Linked DNA regions of Sus scrofa: region 2 is linked to region 1. A link is a contact called in public HiChIP or PLAC-seq data. All regions are on one chromosome and are shown on one strand. Each heading gives the region's core, a stretch centred on a gene start, on an enhancer-like site or on the middle of the called end of the contact. The rest is flanking DNA. Distances are from core to core; before and after follow the strand shown.

Region 1 (3,157 bases), core at 589-3,088:
CTAGGCCACTCCTGGTCCACCCATCTTGTGAGGAGTCCTTAAGTCCTCAATTCCTACCTCCCAACCTCCCGAGGTATGGCCAGAACACTTACCATGGGTTGGCAGGACAACTTGAGGTTGGCCACAGGGACTGCAATCTCCTGGTGGTCACGGTTCCGGGCCACGACTTCTACCACGTTACACTCATCTTTGGCCCCCTCAGTGAGGCAGAGCTGGGAAAGGTACATAGGGCCTCGGAGTCTCCCCATGTGAGGGTGAACACCACAAATGGGGGCATCTACCCTGGAACTTGCCCAGCCTCAGAGGTCCCTGGATCACCTGGCCAAGGGAGTCTCCCCAAAGGGGGATAGGCAGCAGAGGAAGTGACTCGCAATAAATGGGACAAGGAGGAGAGACGCGCGGGTAGAGGCCCACGGGTGACCTGCTCGGGTCCTATTCACCACCACGCCTTCCCCGCCCCTTACCATGGTCAAAGCCAGCACGTGATCTGCATCATCCTCTTCCTCTACCTTGAAGGTGAAAGAGCGACTGTGGCCGGAGAGCTCGCAGCCTGGAAGAGATATAGCACAGTGAGCATGTGGCGGCGGCTCACGTGCAGCCCAGGACTGACCTATTCACAGGCCCACTTCTCAGGTCCACGTGGAGCCCCCCCTTGCACGAAGAGGACAGGGGCCTGGCCTCCCCTTCCGCTCCAGCGGCCGCGTGCGAGGCCCCCTGAGTCCCCACCCACGTCGCGCACGCATCTGCATTTCTGTTCCCCAGCCCTGCCTGTGACCCAGTAACACCCCCAGCCCCTCCTTTTCTGAATACCGAAGAAAAAACTGTCCATAGTGACCGGGGTAGGGACTCGCAGACTGCCGGCACCCCCGGCCCGGCAGCGGCTCTCCTGATTCAAGAAACCCAAGGCAGCAGCGGCGCCGGTGGCCATGCTGCTAGTGCCGGCTGAGGCTCCGCCTCCGACACGTACAAAGCCCGAGCCTCGCGGCGGCTCCGGCCCCACCTATTAAAGGAGAAGCACTCTGGGCAGGGGGCCATTGCCCAGTTTGGCTCAGGAGCCTCAGACCTGTTGATTGAGACCGCACGGAGATGGTAACATCGCAAAACATGCACTTGGGATTCGTGTTAACGTCCTTGCTCACTTCCACGTCCAAGACTCTCAGGGAGCGGCTCCTGCCTCCATTTTCTCTAGTTCCACAACCCAACCCAAGGTGAGCTTTCGTTGGTGTATGTAAAATGTAAATTTTTCCAGTTCCCCTAGGAAAGGCGAGATATAGTGCAGCCTTTTCCTTATAATAGCAAATGTGCTCAGATTTGCCTTTCCTCCAAAGGAACTGAGGAGCCTGACAGAAGACCTAGTGTTATTCAAGCCACTCCATCCACTCCTGGATATGGTTCCTGCTCTAATTGATTTTGCAGTTCACTATCCAGAAGCAAGGCAATCTGATAGTGATTGCCTGTCTTCACTGAACTTCAAATGCTGGCTGCCTGCTGGTGCTTGCTAGCAGCTCAAGCGTGGGACTGGCAAAGGCATGCTAGTCCCAGAACATCTTTCTGCCTTGGACTCCTGTCTCATAATTTGGGCTCTGCCTCCAGCTTTCACCTTTTGACCAAACAATCAGGCACTTGTGTTCCTTACTCTGCTTGGTGGCAAGAACTCAAACTAGCTGTGTTGATTCGCACCCAGGTTATAATTTTGGCAAGAAGGTGGCTTGGCCAAGTAGTAGGCCACTTTCCTTTTACCTTGCCTTGAGGAAAATCTGGACTGATTCAATCCTTGCCCTTACTCAGTGGGTTGCCCTGAGCTGTTGTAGGTTGCAGACGTGGCTCGGATCCCACATTGCTGTGGCTGTGGCCTAGGCTGGTAGCCATAGCTCGCATTTGATCCCTAGCCTGGGAACTTCCATATGTCGAGAGGCTGAGACACTAAAAAGCAAAAAACAACAAAAAAAAAACAAGAAAAGGAAGGATCTAATTCTTAACTTGGAACAGCTATGTAGAGGAATACATGCTTGCAGGTGAGGAATGCAAGGGCAGGAGAAAAGGTAGGAGGCAAAAACAGGAAGGAGGTTTACATAGGACACCATCACACACATTCACTTCAAGTTTTATTTTGCCTCTTGCATGGTCTTCAGATAGTTTTACAGTTTGTTTTCTACAGAAACTGAGCTGTGATCTAAACAATCAATGAAATGTCATCCCAACCTTAATAAATATTCATAACCGTAGAAGATAACATAGCACTTTACAATCCTAGAGGCCTGGACATCTGTTTCATAGTTATTAGCTCTGTGACCAGAAGACCAGCCAAACTGATTATTAAAAGCCAAGATAAAGCCACAAGCAAACTTGCGAAAAATCCTGATTCCATAGGATGACTGTGGAACCCTCCAGATAAAATGCTAGAATTGTCCACTAGTGTACAAAATGTACTTAAAGAGAAAATCAAATGACATTAAGCCATTTAAAACAGTATCTTGTAGATATCTTCCCTTCATCCCAGCCCTGAAAACTACAAACTTGGTTCCAGTTGTCCAACATAGCATACCTATATCCTCCTATCAGTTGAAGGTTTTCTAACCCTGTATATGAAGAGGCCTCCTTCCTTCATCTCACCCACTCAGTGCACTCACAGGCTTTGGTTGAAAGTTACTAGGCAGCACTAAATACAATGCTTTTTAAAAACTCTCTTTCCAAAGTCCATACTGATGGGAACCTATGAAGGAAAATGTTTTAAGTTTCCTTCCCCCTTGACCTTCCCCTCTCAGCTCAAAGTTAAAACAGCTGATACAAAACTGCAGGAAAGCAATGTAACAAAATAGTTATGAACCAATGGAGAAGCCAGCCAGCCATCATAAAAAAAAAAAAAAAAATCCTGCAGAGATTACCTGCTAGCCTCATGCTCAGAACCCTTAAAAACACCAAATCTAAATTAGAATACTTGAAGCTTTCAGAACCCGTTTAAAGGAAAGACAAAAGGTAACCATAAGTCATTGGTTAAAGTGTGCTCATTCTTTTAAAAATTAGATACAAACATGCAAAAACTAAAGACTGATTTAATAAAACCAGTAGGAATAGTCTTGAAATTAAAGGACAACTGATCCGAGGGCAAATGGGATCAATTAGTCCCTGAACCCTTCTTGCCAGATGTCAAAATTAA
Region 2 (3,009 bases), core at 428-2,927, 250 kb after region 1:
GTAAGTGCTCAATAAATGTGTGTTGAATAAACAGTTCACCCTCATATATCCTGGGTCAATTTGTTATTTGGTTATTTTCCCAAATTTTATGGGTTCTTGAACTTGAGTCTGTATAAAAGTCCAGCTTTCGGGGTTCCCGCTATGGGACAACGGGAAGGGCAGTGTCTTGGGAGCTCTGGGTCGCAGGTTTGATCCCCAGCTGGGCACACTGGGTGAAGGAGCTGGCATTACTGCAGCTGTGACTGGGGCGCAGGTTTGATCCCTGGCCCGGGAACTCCATATGCCACAGGGTGGCCAAAAAAAAAGATTCCAAGTTTCATAACTATTTTGAGTTTTCAACAAGTTTTTCATCAGCAGCATCATTATTATTCAAATGCTGAACAAGCAAATGAATTATAATGCATAAACACCCAATGAAAATAAATACCTTAGAGGCTACCCTATTCACTAAGGAAAGAATGAGAGCTTCCCTTCACAATCCTAACAAGATGGATCCGCCTTTCTCTAGCGGATATAATATCTAGGAAAGCCTTCACATAGGAAGTACTGTGCACACAAGACCAACTGAAGGCAAAACAATTTCAGTTAACTGTGCTAATAGCAGGAACACAAATCCTATTTGCCCTGGTTTACAAAGTCAGTGAGCAGACAGAATACAAAGAAACAGCTCTCACTAGGCTCAAAACTTTTTCTGGAAAGGAAGAACTGAGAAGGGTCAGATATCCACATTTACTTGGGCCTTCCCAAGTTTCTGCTTCCCCATGAGAGGCAGCACTCCTCAGCTTCTGATAGTTTTTTTCTCCTGTTTCTTTCCTACACCTGCCTAGGAAGAGGTTCGTTTCCTAGGCTCACACCAAATAACCCACTGAAAACACAGTAGCTTCAGTGATTGGGTATAAAAGGTGGGCTGAAGCCGGTGGTCGAGACTGTAAAAAGGACAGGATGGGGCCCTTCCGGGACACCTGAAGACTTGGGGCAGATCTTCTTCGAGGTCTTGCTCCAAGTCTCACCCCTGGACCCGTCTGGGCTGAAGGCCACCCTGGGGTGGGAACTAGCTGGTGGAGGGCTCTCCAAGGTAGCCTAAGGAGTCGGGGTCAGCCTCGGACTGGGGTCAAAGGTCAGCGCTTCGGCTGCCAGGCGGGCCCAGCAGGGACCCACAGCGGGAGGGACATGACTGGCACTGGAGAGTTAAAGGGACCGGCCACTGGAAGAGCTAGTCGCTTCTCTTTCCGCTCCGTCGCCCTGGGCCCAGCCTCCTAGCCGCACGCAGCCTCGGCCCGCCTCAGCAGCTGTCCTCCCTCCCTCTCCCCCCGTCACCCCCGTCGTCCCTTAGGCGAGCACAGGCCCCGCCCCCCCAGGGCAGCCTCAGGGCCAAGGCCTGGTATGGCTGCACCAAAAGAGGGTGGCCAGGTTCGGAGACCGGCCCGAGCGCGCGCCGCTTACCGAGCCCCTGGCTCCACCTCCACCACCCGCGCCGCTCCCGGGCCCGCTCGCTCCCGACGCCACCGACGCCGCCGCAGCTCCGGCCTCACGGACGCGTTCCCGACCTCCCCCAACCCTTCCCCCGGCCCGCTGTGCGCCACCGGGTCCTAAAGCCTGACGCATGACAGGTACGCCCGCGCCTGCGGCCTGAGGCTGGCTGGAACCACGACTCCCAGCAAGCATCACAAAGACTACGACTCCCGAAATGCACCGCGAGTAAGGAATTAGCAAAGAAACATTATCAAGGGTCCGCTGGCTGCAAGTAGAATTAGCAGTAACGCAACATTGTAAATCAACTATAATCCAACATAAAATAAATCAACTATAATCCAACATAAAATAAAAATTGAATTAAAAATAGAAAGTGTTGCTAAGTAATAATAATAAATAAATGAATAACTACCCTAAAAAAGTTGAATTAGCACTTTTTAAAAAATATGGCACTTGAAATTAGCAATTACGCTTACGGAATAAATATATACTCTAGAAACAGTGACAAAGTTTGGAAAGATATATGTTTCAATATCTTTATTGCAACTCCGAAAGTGAACGATGAAAACAAACTCATTCATTCAACATATATATACTATGTGCCTGCTTTCTGCAAAGCACCTTGTAAAGCTTGGTCAACTTGGCAAATTTTCGTCTCCGAATTTCAATTTTCTCGTATACAAAATGAAAGATTGAAAAAGATATACCCGAGAGTTCCTGTTGTGGCTGAGTGGGTTAAGAACCCCACTAGAATACATGATACAGATTCGACCCCTAGTCTGTTGGTTAGAGTCTGGCTATGCGGTGAGCTGTGTGGCTGTGGTGTCCACCTGCAGCTGCAGCTCCAGTTCGACCCCAGGAACTGCCATGTGCTGTGCGTGCACCCCTAAAAAGACAAAAAAATAATAATAAAGATATACAGGGCTGTATGAGTGTGTTATGTCTCCTTACAATGGCTTTATAAAGTAGGTACTTCACAATAAGAAGAAAAAAAAAAGGGTTTTGAGTGATTAAACAGCTTGCCTAATGTGTGTTTTGTTTGGTTTGGGGGTTTTTTGTTTTCATTTTCTTGTCTTTTTAGGGCCATGCCAGCGCCATATGGAGGCTCCCAGGCTAGGGGTCGAATCGGAGCTGTAGCTGCCAGCCTACACCAGAGCCACAGCAACGTGGAATCTGAGCCAAGTCTGCGACCTACACCACAGGTCATGGGAACGCCAGATCCTTAACCCACTGAGCAAGGCCAGTGACCGAACCCACAACCTCATGGGATTTGTTAACCGCTGAGCCGCTCTGGGAACTCTGGATATTTTTTAAAAAAGAGTAAATGTGTCAGAGTTCCCGTCGTGGCGCAGTGGTTAAAGAATCTGACTAGGAACCATGAGGTTGCAGGTTCGGTCCCTGGCCTTGCTCAGTGGGTTAACGATCCGGCGTTGCCGTGAGCTGTGGTGTAGGTCGCAGACGCGGCCCGGATCCCGCATTGCTGTTGCTCTGGCGTAGGCTGGCAGCTACAGCTCCGATTGGACCCTAGCTGGGAAT

Evidence for each region. HiChIP or PLAC-seq counts read pairs in DNA pulled down with a chosen protein or histone mark.
Region 2: an H3K27ac HiChIP or PLAC-seq map of skeletal muscle shows a contact between it and region 1, with 5 times the contacts expected there. The contact joins the promoter of C14H10orf76 here to the promoter of NPM3 in region 1. A contact is called at or near these places in 2 of 2 datasets of contacts at active chromatin or transcription factors (alveolar macrophages and skeletal muscle).

What each region holds. Positions count from the first base shown.
Region 1 is chr14:112,820,406-112,823,562 of Sscrofa11.1, forward strand. It overlaps NPM3 (nucleoplasmin-3), which reads right to left and starts at 1,839. Exons shown (of 6, transcript XM_003359343.4): 1 at 811-1,839; 2 at 465-550; 3 at 93-212. The coding sequence starts at 928. It overlaps MGEA5 (protein O-GlcNAcase), which reads right to left. Exons shown (of 16, transcript XM_003483548.4): 16 at 2,089-3,157.
Region 2 is chr14:113,071,322-113,074,330 of Sscrofa11.1, forward strand. It overlaps C14H10orf76 (UPF0668 protein C10orf76 homolog), which reads right to left and starts at 1,678. Exons shown (of 26, transcript XM_021072731.1): 1 at 1,444-1,678.